2 separate regions of the Mus musculus genome follow, and region 2 is linked to region 1. A link is a contact called in public Hi-C data. All regions are on one chromosome and are shown on one strand. Each heading gives the region's core, a stretch centred on a gene start, on an enhancer-like site or on the middle of the called end of the contact. The rest is flanking DNA. Distances are from core to core; before and after follow the strand shown. Region 1 overlaps Ice2 (interactor of little elongation complex ELL subunit 2). Region 2 holds the start of Myzap (myocardial zonula adherens protein).

Region 1 (6,587 bases), core at 1,062-3,561:
TAAACAAAACAAAACAAAACAAAACCCAAAACAGTAAAAAATGTTGCTATAGTATTATCAACATTACTTCCTTGCTTACAAATCCCTTCATATTTGTAGCAATGTAGAACAACAATGGACACTAAATATGTGTTTAAAAAGAGCCTTTGCTAAGCTTAAGTGGAAAAGCAGCTCTACTTGATCAGAGTTGTCCAGAGGTTTGGTCACATGTAGAAAGTGGAAGCCTCTGATATGCAGACTGCAGCAAATGCTGTCCATCTTTGGAAAAGAGCTAATTTTGAAGGGATCTTCTACTGTCACACCCCTAAACTGAATGACAAATGAGTCACAACTAAAATATTTCTGGATTTGTATATATGTGACAAAGTTTAGGGGGAAGGTGAAGGGCTTTAAAAGGAGAGTGGTAGGTTGAGGAAATGCTACATTAAACTTTTTACAGTAGGGGGCTGAAGAAATGGCAAAGCAGTTAAGAGCACTGACTGCTCTTCCAGAGGCCTCGAGTTCAATTCCCAGCAACCTCATGGCAACTCACAATCATCTGTAATGGGATCCGATGCCCTCTTCTGGTGTGTCTGAAGACAGCTACAGTGTACTCATGGAAAAAAATTATACAGTAATTGGATGTTTTTTTTAAAAATATTTATTTATTTATTACATGTAAAAGTACACTGTAGCTGTCTTTAGACACTCCAGAAGAGGGCATCAGATTTCGTTAGGGATGGTTGTGAAGCCACCATGTGGTTGCTGGGATTTGAACTCAGGACCTTTGGAAGAGCAGTCGGCGCTCTTAACCGCTGAGCCATCTTACCAGCCCCGTAATTGGATGTTTTAATCCCAGCACTCAGGAGGCAGAGGCAGGTGGATTTCTTTGAGTTACAGGACAGGACTATGTACAGACCCTGTCTCAAAAATCAAAACAAAAATCTGTATGTACTAATAATTTAGGTAACCAACCTCTCAGAAAATCAATGCAAAAGAAAACTTGATAGTGGAAAGTAAGAATTTCAACAAACTATTTTAAAGGATTTTGGGGTCTTCATTTTTTTAAAAAAAGATTTATTTATTTATTATATGTAAGTACACTGTAGCTGTCTCCAGACACTCCAGAAGAGGGTGTCAGAGCTTGTTACCGATGGTTGTGAGCCACCATGTGGTTGCTGGGAATTGAACTCAGGAACTTCAGAAGAGCAATCAGTGCTCTTAACCGTTGAGCCACCTCTCCAGGCCTGGGTCTTCCTCTTTTTAAGTAAATTTTATGTGTATGAATGTTTTGTTTGTATGTATGTAAGTGCACCACATAGATGCAGTGCTCACAGAGGCCAGAAAATAGGTCATCTGGTCCCCTGGAACTACAGGTACAGATGGCTGTCGGCACCCAAGTGATTGGGAATCAAACCTGGGTCCTCTGCAATAAGCCACTTCTTTAGACTCCAATTTTTGGGTATAATTTTTTATATTAACATGGAACACACACGCATATGCACACATGCGCGCGCACACACCTTCTAAAGAACAACAAGAAAATTGCCATTGATGACAAAGCTTGTATTTCTGAAATGACAAACACATTTCTGAAGCTTTTAGTGTTTATTAAAAAACAGGTAACAAAAAGTAAACATATTCTGTCCCCTCAAATGCAAACTGGCCAAACCCACTGCTGATGCTGCTTTCTGAATTAACCACAATACATGAGAAGAAAGAAACAATCCTAGGCTTAATGGCACCTTCACCATGTCTGATAGGATCATCAAGTGTTTTTTTTTGTTTTTTTTGTTTTTCCTGCATCCTCATGGTTATTTCTGCTTTGGGTAGTATCTTACCACATTTACATGGAATTTGTGCAAAGTAGTAGAGATATTGTCACCAAAGCTGTCACACCACAGAATGCTTTTTGTTTTTATAAAACACAAGGGTGGTTGCCTAGTAAGAAAATATTAATTTGCCACTTTTCAGAGATGAAGATTTTTCTTGTTTTCACTTTCGGCGTCCACAAAGGAATTTCAACAAGTTTTCAAACATCAACAGCAGTTTTAATACTGACAAAAATGGGTCAGAAACAATGCACAGAGCTGTTTCTAACATTGGCAATATTTAACTATTGGGCCAGTCTCATTTGAGTGGCAATATAATCAAATTGATAACGTAATACATGACAGTTCCTAAATCAGCAAGTGGTTTTCCTACCTATGATCTTTAGAAAAGAATGCTATAAAAATATTTTTCTTATTCAGTTTGCTGCCATGCTAATGGAGCATTCTACATTCTCCGTGCACCAGGGCTGAGGAGTGACTAACTCCTGCTGTCACCGCCATTCCTGCAGTCAGTAGGTTTCCAAGGCACTTTGTAAGAACTCCAGGATAGCGAGGGGAGACACTCTTCTCACTAGCTGATCTTCTGGGTATGTTTCCCCTTAAAGTTCAACATTAAACACTGTTATAACTGGGTTTTCTGAAACTTCATTTTCTATGGTCCAGCCCTTACATTATTTTCCTTTTATTCCGAGCCACTCCTTCATTTTCAACTTGCTGAACAGGCAGGCAACTGCTTTTGGTTTCCATGGAGACAGGATTCCTGTGGTTACGGGTAGGCATTCTTGTCCCACCAACCTTAGAGATGAAGCAAGAGCAGAATAACTTAATACATTCACAACTTGCCTGCACACAAGCCACTCTGCATCATTTACACAGGGACTCTCAACTTGGGAATGACCTTCTGTAAATTTTTAAGTCCCAGCCACATGGCTAACTTAAGAAGTTTTAATCTGACCCAGTTTTAAAAACATTAAATTTCTAGCAACAACGAGGAAAAAAGCTAGAGCAGGGCTCAGCTGTAAACTTCTGTTACATTTGCAAGATGCTGAAATGTGAAATTAGAAAACGAGGAAAGGCCAGACCTTTGAAGCACTGTGCAATTTTGTAGAAAGGCAAGAGAGGAAGGAGAAAGTGAGGACAGGGAGAGGAAATACAAAGGAATGGAAAGACAAACAAGAGGCCAGACATAAGATGGAGCAAGGCAAGGAGATAAGGAAAGAAGTTGGGAGAAGAGGCAGTCTAAAAAAGGAGTAAAAAACATGAAAGGAAAGAAGGGGAGAAACCGGAGGAGAAGAAAACTGGAGGTGGAAGGAGAAGAGGATGCCAACTGAACGGGGAGGAAAAGGCCTAGAAAGGAAGAGGGGATAGAGCAGGTGAGAGAGACCCATCTCCTCTTCATGCCTGCTCCAACTTGTACCCAGCCCAGAACCAGAGTCCTGCCTCAAGAGAAGACTTGGAAATGCTATAACCTTCCTGACCAATTAGAGGCCTCACACAGAACCAAAATTGTATATAGCCTACAACCATTTCCACAAAGCTGCCTACATCTGCCTCAGATTCCCCTTGCCACCTTGCACCAGAAGTGTTTCTGTACATCCCGTGCAGTCAATCCCACAGATGGGAAGGTAGGGTTATGATACATTCAAACCACTCTCTCACAGTCTAGCCTAATGAACAAAATGCCAGCATGGAGGTTCACTAAGAATGTACCAAAATCTAGTATCTCTACTTTCTCTTTCCTAAGCTTTTTTTGGTTTGTTTTTAAATTACATGACTAGAAATGGGGCAAACTTGAGCGCTTCAGTCAGACAGTGTGTCTGTTGGTCTCTGATGCTCAGGTCTAGCAATGAGCGACCAGTGAGTGCTGACTCTCAAGATGCCTGTCACTTGCCCACTCAGCAGGCGTTTTCCCTGAAGGTATTCATTAATTGAGTTTTTGAGGAAGGCAAACATTCTGAAAACTGTGTTCAGTAAATGGCTACTATAGAACCTATAGTGGTGAAAGGGGAGCAGATGGGACTCTGCAGTCCAACTCTTCTTGGTGTCGTAGAAGGCAGATGCAGATACTGGAAAATGTGTCAGTTCAGGGCTGCAGCCCTGTCCAAGGACAAACACGTCATTTGAGAGCAGTTGGGATGGATGGTCACACTAAGGCAAGGCTACACCAGAAGGTGTAGCAGACAAATGCTTCACACAGGCTCTGACTTCCCAGTTTTAAGAAAGCTCTGATCTTTCTACATATATGCTAAGACTAGAATCCTACAGGTGCTGAGCTCGGTTGGAATTATTAAAGTCCTGTTTCTATGGCCTGGCTAGGAAGGCAGGGAGGTGACATCAGGGTGGAGAACTGCACAGTGTACACAGTCCTATGCAATGTGAACACCAACACCCAACAACAACAAAATGAACAATGAAAAAGTCCTTAGAATTTGTAGGAAAAGCTATTTCTTAAAGGGCTTCAGGATGTTTACTGCCTGGGCATAACAGAAAGAAAAGAAGAACAGGGTGTCCAGGAGACACACACACACATTTACTATAGGCTAGCTGTGGTGGAAGGGGTTCTGCTGGCTTTTAAAACACACCAAGGGAATATTAGTTATCTAACTGTCTATGTCGCCAGTGCTGGGCTATGCAACAGTCTGTCCCCTGTACTGGACACTGTTCAGTAATACACATGGTTGAATAGTTAGAATGTGTATTTATGTGTTCACACAGAATTTCTCCTTGTCTAACAAAATTTTCTTGTTGCACTGCAGCATATTTGACTACTCTACTGAAAAAGTTAAATCTTCCAAGAAATGCTAAGGTATAATAAGCATTCAATATTTGTAGTTAGTCTATACACTCACTTCTTTTAAAAACACCTTGTATGTTTTCTTCATTTGGGAGGCAGAGGCAGGCAGATCTCTTTGAGTTTGAGGCAGCCTAGTTTAAAGAGTGAGTTCCAGGACAGCCAGGGCTACACAGAGAAACCCTATCTTGAAAACAAAGAAAGAAAAAAAGTTTTCTTAAAGTTGTTCAGTTCTAAGTTATTAAACCACTCATTTTCACCAAAAAGGAATAAAACACCCCCATACAGAATTATATGTTATAGTTGGCAGACTATGATTAGTGTTTCTAAATTAAAAGAAAACTATCTTTTTAGAAGATAGGTTTTCAAAAACATTTTTCTAATTATTATTTTTAAGTTACTTAAGAAGTTTCCTTAGATTATAAAAATCACTAGTTAGAATATTTATAAACTAAAAATAGTCACCGAAACCGAAGGTAAATACAATGTTAACTAACTTTCTCCATGCTCTCAGTTTCTCAACGAGTTTGGCACATTTCTACTTTCTTGTTAAGCTCACTAGGAATGAGGTAGATGGCTGCTTGGCATGCACCAAAATACTGACAAGTAAATAGAATGATCTTCTCAAATGGTGACACCGGGTGGAGAACTGAAGAGCATACACAACCCCACCTAACGTAAACAATACAAACAGTATCAACAATTAAAAAGCTCTTGGCAATTGTAGGAAGGCTATTTTCTCAAAAGTAGTTGGAGACATTCACAGACTAATTGGGCATAACAGAGAAAGGGAAAAAGAAGACAGTGTTCACAAGACACACATATGGGCTCCATGTGAGCTTTGTGTGAGCTCTAGAGGAGCTCCCAGGAAACCAGACAGAGATGAACGACCTCAGTATTCTGACTAGAAGGTGTTTAGCAACATGGCAGGAAAACACACTGGATTTGTGCTCACAGACATTTGGATTCATTTGCAGACAGCAGCGTCCTTCCTTGGCTAAGCTCAAACTGAACTAGTGACATGACAAGGAATGGGTGGCATGGTAGGGACAGTGTAGATGCACATCTTCAAACTCTAGGTTTAAATAGGCTATTCAACTGATATTTCTAGAAGGGTTTATAGTGAGTATAACATTAATAATAATTCAATAAATCCTGTTATAAAATACTTAGCATAATATAACTTCACTCTTAATATTTTACTGTATTTTAATAAGCCACTTTACTAATTACTAGTGCTTGCTTTTAAGTATTTCTTTATCTTACTAATCAATTTTTAATTATATCACAATTTTATTATATGGACTCTTTTACAAATTGCCTCAACTATTTAATGGAAGAGGATATACATAAATAGTAACTAAGGAAATACAAGTGTGCTTTGGGCAAACACTCAGGCACTGAATGCCTCATGCATGCACACATACAGCAAGTAGAGAACAGAACATTTAATTGTAAAACAGATCTTACCTTTGCTTGTGCTGCAGGGCGCAGTGGTTTAGGTGGAAAAGTGCAAGGTACTCGTCCATGATGGATATGATATGGTAACAGGTAACTGGGATCTAATGGGACCCAAGGAACCGAGAGACTGGAGGGTACGCCAGGAAGGTCACAATGTGCCTTATGCAAATTATATGCCGTTCTAGTAACTTTTCCATCTGAGGTCTTGTAGATCAGGAGTGAAGAATCTTCTGCTGCATGAGACAGCAAGTAGGACCCTTCCTGCAAGCTGCATCCAACACTGAGACTCAACTTACAGGTTTATGGTGCCAATCTCATCATGTTCTAACCCCACAGAGCAAAACTGAGCTGCTACAGGAAGAGAACACCACTTTGAAAAGTATTTCAGGACCAGCAAAAGTAAAGATTTCAGAAGCCTTTAAAATTGCTTTATACTCTTCAGGCAACTATTCAAAGTTTTTATTCTGAAATTCAAACATATCTAATCATTTCCTTTTTACCATTTTATCAATCTGTAAATGTCA
Region 2 (6,587 bases), core at 2,906-5,405, 2.2 Mb before region 1:
GAGGGCACACTAACAGAAGTCCTAGTGTGCCCTGGACTCACCCATTTTGTGCTCTGGTGTCTGCTGAGTGGTTCTATTCTTGGTCATTTCTCCCCAGAAATAAAAACAATCTTTGCTTCTCAGGACTTTGCTGAAGAAATGGATCTACCCTAAGGCCCTCTTAGCTAAGGATGCCCTAAGTTTAGGTAGATTTCATCAGAAAGCGACAAAGGCAACAGGAAGCAGAGGCTTAGAGGATGGGAGAGAATGAGGTTTGATTAAAAACTGATTCTGAGAAAAGGAAGGACGTTCATACAGGCATCTAGAATTTTCTGCACACCGGTGCTTCAGCAAAGGCTGTTACAACAGAACTTACAACGGCAGCGAAGACAAGTGTTGTCAGACTCCTGGTCCCTCCAGTACAGACAATGACATCCATCCACCATCAATGTGTAGGGAGAGCCCAGGGAGGGCCCATGGAGGACATGCTGGGAGAAGGCTTGATAGCCTTCTGCACCAGAGCCCTGCCCCCTCCCCCATCACTTCTATCCTCTTCCCTAGCCTTCTGCAAACCTTGGTGTTCTCAGCCGTTGAGTCCTCTTTAAGATGATTTCATTCATATATATATATATATATATATATATATATATAGTGTGTGTGTGTGTGTGTGTGTGTGTGTGTGTAATAGCAAGTGCCTGTGGAGTGAAGATCTCCTACAGCTGGAGTTACAGGTGGTTGTAAGCTATTTCATTTGGGTGCTTAGACTTGAGTCCTCTGCAAGAGGATTCTATGCTCTTAACTGCTGGTCTGTCTCTCTAGCCCCAGTTTCTTATTTGAAAAAAAAATAAAATAAAAGTCTTCATTTGTGCATCTTCCTCTGGAACTATTTACAGAAAACTGGCTCCTTTTTAAAAATCACCTCTCCATCCTTCACCCTACTTTTCATTGCTTCACGTCTAGCTTCCCTCCCTATTTCCCTTCCTGTGCCTCTTTCCCCTTTCTGGGGATGTAGCCATCTTCTTGCGCTTGTATCCCAATTGTATCCCTGTGGTCTCATCTTTCTCAGCTGGGTCAAGGCTGGCACCTGCCTGATCACCACCTACTACACCTTGTGACACCAATGTTGGCTGGGACAATCCTGGGGCTTTGGCTACTTACACTAACGACTTGCTGGGAGACCCTGGGCTGCCTTATAAGTTGGGCTGGCAAGGATCATATTTGTTTGGATTGGTCATGAATAAACTGCAATGTTGCTCTGAAATGTTTTTCCACCCATTCAAAATTACTGAGCACTTAGCACATTCCAATGATGTATTTTAGATGTGGGGCAGGGATGTAAAACAGGACCTCGTTCTTAACCAGAGTTATAAGTTGGTGAGGAGTTTGCTGCTTTGCTAATAACCAAAACCATTATATTAAGGTGAAAAAAAAACCTCAGGTGGATGGATGACTTAGGGTTTCTGTCACTCGTGATAAAATGCCATAACCAAAAGTAACCTGGGAAGGAAAGAGTTTATTTGGGCTTGCAGCTTAGAGACCTTCATTGAAGGAAATTAGGGTAGGATACTGGAGGTAGGAACTGAAGCAGACACCATGGAGGAATATTATTTATTGGCTTGTTCTGTATGGCCTGCTCAGTCTACTTTCTTATATAACTCAGGACCACCTTCCCAGAGGTGCTCCACCCACAGTGAGCTTGGCTCTCTCATATCACAATAACAAAATGCCCTATAAACTTGCATACAGACCAATATGATTGAAACATGTTTTTCAGTTGTGGTTGGTTCCCTTTTACCAGATGACTCTAGCTTATGTCAAGTTGACAAACAACTAACCAGCACAACACACAAACCGTAGATAAGCAAATCCCCCTTCTGTCCACTCGGAGCCTATCAGATATGCAAATCCCCTTTCTCCCTGTGCTGAGCCTATCAATCTTTGATGGTCTCTTGGGTGATTGCCGTGCTATAAATAAACATTACTGATGCCAGGGTGTTTTGACTGTGTCTGCAAAAACAGCCCATTGCCTATCTCCTTGGGGCAAAATAGCAAACCATCATTAACCATTAGTTTCTTTCCACTGAGGTAACCATGCAGACATCTATCTCTAACTCCTAGTGGCTTCTAACATCTACCTTTAGAAGATTGGTTTATTTTTTATTTTTTTATGTGTATGGATGTATTATCTGCATGTAGGTATGTGTACCACAGCAGACCTGGTGCCCACGGAGGCCAAAAGAGTGTGTCAGATCACCTGAAACTGAAGTTGCCAACCGACTATTGTTAGCCACCAGGTGGGTGCTGGGGACCAAGTCCTACAAGTACTCTTAACCACTGAGCTAGCCCTCCAGCCCCGACCACCGCCCTTTGATCAGTACTTATTGGAGGGTAGACTTAGAGTTTAGGCTTACAGATGTCAGGACTAGAAGCAGAGGCTGTGTGGAGGAGGACAGAGGGAAATCTCTCATGGATTCCTTGTTTTGAAGAAGCTATAGATGGGAATAGAGTGGAATCGATATGTATGGCTATTGACCCATTAACTCTGGCGTTAGTTTTGTCCTTTGCAAATCAAAGATGTTAACAGAATCTACCTGGTGGGGTTGTGTAGCCTGAGGAGGAAGTGCATACAGATCTAAGAGGACAGAGGCAGAGGGCTGGAAGATGGCTCAACATTAAGAAACCTTACTACTCTTGCTGAGAACTAGAGTTCAGCTCCCAGCACCCAAGGTGGGTGGTTAACAACTGAGCTAACTTCAGCTTCAAGGGATTGGACGCCTTTGGCCTCTGAGGATACCTGTACTCACCTGGGCAAACTCAAAATTAAAAATAAAAAGTAAATCTTAAAACACACACACACAGTGGTGATGAGGTTGGTAGAAAGCATCAGGAAGAGCTGGCAGAGAAGAGGCCCTGCGGCTTTCATGCAGACTTGCAGAAAACATGACTGTTGTCACCAAAGGGGCAAGTTTTGTGGGATCACGAGGAATTCTGATTGGTAACATTCTTTGACGTCTTTCCTGGTGGTGCAACCTTGGGATCACTCGTGTGCATGGGTACACACACATACACACACACACACACACACACACACACACAGAGAGAGAGAGAGAGAGAGAGAGAGAGAGGAGAGTGCACAGAAGTTAGGGAAACAAAGCTTCTAGGTTCAGGGGTGCCGTCGGGGTTCAGGTTAGGAGGTTGGTGAGAAGGCTGGGTTTTGCCTCGGCTTTGAAGGGTGAATGGAGATACTGTGTCCTCCCTCTCTTTCCCCCGAAGCACTTTGTCCTGATGTTAAAGGCCTAAGCACTCACACACCAGGTTCTTAGTGACTAGGCCCCAGCTCTCCTTAGCTTCTCTCCACCATCAGCTCCTGGCACTGTGACAGGATGCCTAAGAAGGAAGGGTCCCAGATCTGCCCTTGCCTTGCTTATCTCTGCTAGGGGGCAGCAGAGTGTTCCAGAAAGGCCCTAGGGGCTGACAGGGTAGGTCACCTCTTAGCTTGGCCACTTAACACCTGGTGGGGCTCCTCCTGCCTTACTCAACCCTTGATGAATCAGTGTCCTCACCTGCAAAATGGGGTGCAGGATAATGACACCTACCCCCAAAGCGTGGTTGTGAAGATTGATTGACGCAAAGGGTGGTCAGTCCTGCCAGGTGGACACACAGCAATCACTGAATGAATGTGGACAGCCTTGCAATTCTGGTCTTCAGCTTAGTCACTTCCTCTGGGAGCCTCTTTCTGGCTCCTGAGGACCTTTGGACAGTTGCACACTCCCAGCACACATACCTGTTTTCTACCACAGAAATGACAACTGTCTTCTCTCAGGGTCACCATTAGGGTGCAAATCTGTGAGGACAGGAGTCGGTCGTTCACTAGGAGGCACAAATAATAGGCACTCAGTAGTTACCGTGAAAAAAAGTGACAAAGACCAAGGGTCCCAGTAGTCCTTGGGGTTTGATGGAAAGCTCTGGGGTCGTGAGGCCAAAAGGACAGGGGATACAGAGACCAGACCCACAGTGTGTGCAGGAAGACTGGACAGGGAGATACAGAGAGGAGACGCTCAACTTTGGGGAGAGAATGCTGCTTGACTAGTCTGGCAGAATCCTAGCCCCGCCCCTCTCAGGCCCCTCCCAGGCCCCGCCTCCTGGGCTCCAGCCCTGCGGAAGCCGTAGCTTCTAGTGTCTGAGCCTCCCCCGCGTAGGGTGCGCCCCGCACGCTTATCCTGCCCCGGAGCAGCGCGGGCACCCAGCCCTTGCTCCACAGCCGCTGCGAGATGCTGCGCTCCACGTCCACTGTCACCCTGTTCTCAGGTGGCGGCGCCAAGTCGCCTGGAACGCCCAGTAGAAGGGTAAGTAGCTAGCTGGAGAAGGAGCTGCTGGGGATCTCTCGCACCCATCCCTGTCGCCCCATCTGTAGGGATGTGGGGAGAAGGATGCTTCTGGCTGTCGATACCTCAGTCTTGGCTCAAGTTTCCTGGCCAGTCCGGGACTCCACAGTGACCCTCCCTCTGGATGCTCCCGAGGCGGGAAGAGAGGGCTTAGGGGACTTTCTGGGATACCTAGAACTTACTTCTCCTTCGCGTCTCCACTGTCAAGCCAAGCTTAAATGTGGCATCAGTTTAAAAAAGGCAGGGGAGAGGTTTCTGAGGTCTCTGCCCTGAATATACTTGAAACGTGAACTTTTCTGCATCTCTTGGTTGGGAGCATCATCCATATGTCCATCCACCAGTGACAGACAGCCTCTGATCCAGGAGCCAGCTTTGCCAAGGTGGTTGCCTGTTTGCAGACCAGAGCTGAGCAGCTGACCACCTCGGAGTCTAGCTGTGCAGGACTCTAGTTTACGCAGGAACTTCTTTTTTTAAGCCCTGACCATCACCTCCAGGGAGATTTCCCTAAAGAAATGTGTTTAGCCACAGTCTTTGCTGAATCAGTTCTTACCTCCCAGATGCTCCTGAAAGAATGGCCAGGCTTGTCAGGTTGACATTCTATGCCCCTTCGAAGATCAGGGCCTCAGAGAAGTCTGCTAGGAGCTTGGCTTGTAGCTTTCTGAGTCTTCTGGTATCACGTTATTAAATACCTACCTCTTCACTAATCACGTATCTCCACCGTTCATTCTAACAGGTTAAATCCCACTCCAAAAGCCCCTTCCCAAGTCCGGTTAGTTTGATTTGACCTTTAGTGTTTATCTTTTCTCCATTTATAGACGAAAGGCATGTGTTGCTTTTGGGTGAGGGCCAAGTGGTGGTGGTGGTGGTGGTGGTGTGTGTGTGTGTGTATTTATGTTTGTGTGTATATGTTAGACACCTAAGGCTCATAGAACTCTGGTTGCTTGGTCATTAACTTAATAAAGTGGCTTCCCATTTGGTTAGTGAGTTTCCAACCATGGGCTTACCCTATTGCAAGATGGGCATTTGACTCTTTCCCATGGAAGGCTTTGTTTAATCAGAACAAAATTTAGGTTGACAAAGAATAAAATCATTACAAAGTTAGCCCTGAGCTGTGTGCAGCAGCCCCTACCCACAGGGAGACTCTGATTTAGGTTGATGCTGGGATCCTGTGAGTGAATTAGGTATAGCCAGTAGACTCAGTAGCATCTTTGAGATTTTTCTCTTGAATGATGTCTGGACATACTGGAATGCTTTGTCTTTTGGCTAAGACTGCATCGAAACTTTGGTCTGAAGAACTCAGGCTTCCGAATTCAGACTATGTAGGACTGATTGGAACATTCTAGAACTTCTGTGGACAAAATCTTTTTAAAGGCTCCTGTGTGTGTGTGTGTGTGTGTGTGTGTGTGTGTGTGTGTGTTGATTGACTAACTGACTCACTGAATATTTATAGATCTATTTCTGTGTGCCCCAGGGCTGGGCACTCAGTTCCATTCTGCTCTTGGAGGCAGATATTATCACAAATGAGTTTGTAGAGCGAGCAGAGTATTTCCAGGGTTCAGTGACCCTAAAAGAAAGGTTCTTTCTGAGGTGTGTAGGGCAAGCCTCTCCCTGCAGGTGAACTGCTACTTAGTCTCCCAGCAGGGTCAGGAGTTACAAAGGCAATCGACAAGGTAAAAAGAGAACTATCATTTATCTCAGTGGATACTTGACATAGGCTGTATGACGATGTGTGTCAGACTTGCTTTGGGACAAAACACTAAGAGTTTTTAAGATAATTAAAAAAAACTTTTGAAGCACAAGAAAATATATACAGTAAATACATAGCCATGAAAACTGTTTCTGAAATTGAAAAATTTTCAAGAAATCCGGCCTTCTCTCACTCCCTCTGTGATGCTGGCAAGGAGATGATCTCAAACTGGAATACTTTGGGTGTGCTCAACCTGTGGTTTCCTCCAGCCAAGGGTAGCTATGGACCTAGTCCAGCACAGAATCGTACATGTTCTTAAAACACTATGAGATGCTTTAGTTTGTTTTGTGACTCAACGGCGTGGCTCTTGAGTGTGAACTTCGTAAAGGACAGCACCATGTCTCAAAGTCAAAAGGTCTGCTAGTTATTAAAATAGATCAGTTTTATCCGCAGGGCTTATCAAAGCAGGGCAGGAGTTGCCCTGAGTCAGCTGCAAGGGCAGTGTCCAACCAGGCTGTCACAGGTCACCCTTTGTT

Evidence for each region. A called contact is a pair of places that touch in the nucleus more often than the background predicts.
Region 2: a contact with region 1 is called in a Hi-C map of stem cell-derived neural progenitor cells, with 16 times the contacts expected there. The contact joins the promoter of Myzap here to the enhancer-like site in region 1. A contact is called at or near these places in 2 of 39 promoter capture datasets (both in embryonic stem cells), 9 of 484 Hi-C or Micro-C datasets (embryonic fibroblasts, embryonic stem cells, extraembryonic ectoderm and 4 more), 4 of 115 datasets of contacts at active chromatin or transcription factors (all in embryonic stem cells) and 2 of 9 other capture datasets (adipose tissue and liver).

Annotation. Positions count from the first base shown.
Region 1 is chr9:69,428,060-69,434,646 of GRCm38.p6, reverse strand. Ice2 (interactor of little elongation complex ELL subunit 2) reads right to left here. Exons shown (of 16, transcript NM_145618.3): 15 at 6,073-6,331; 16 at 1,573-2,606. The coding sequence ends at 2,478. Among named protein-coding and RNA genes, the nearest start is that of Anxa2, 22 kb to the left of the region's middle. Within about 2 kb of position 2,311, at least 96 of the 459 cell types and tissues checked have an H3K27ac peak or open chromatin away from gene starts, as enhancers often do. A contact at or near this core is called in embryonic fibroblasts, stem cell-derived motor neurons and stem cell-derived neural progenitor cells, where this site is marked.
Region 2 is chr9:71,589,928-71,596,514 of GRCm38.p6, reverse strand. It overlaps Myzap (myocardial zonula adherens protein), which reads left to right and starts at 4,155. Exons shown (of 13, transcript NM_001033208.4): 1 at 4,155-4,325. The coding sequence starts at 4,251.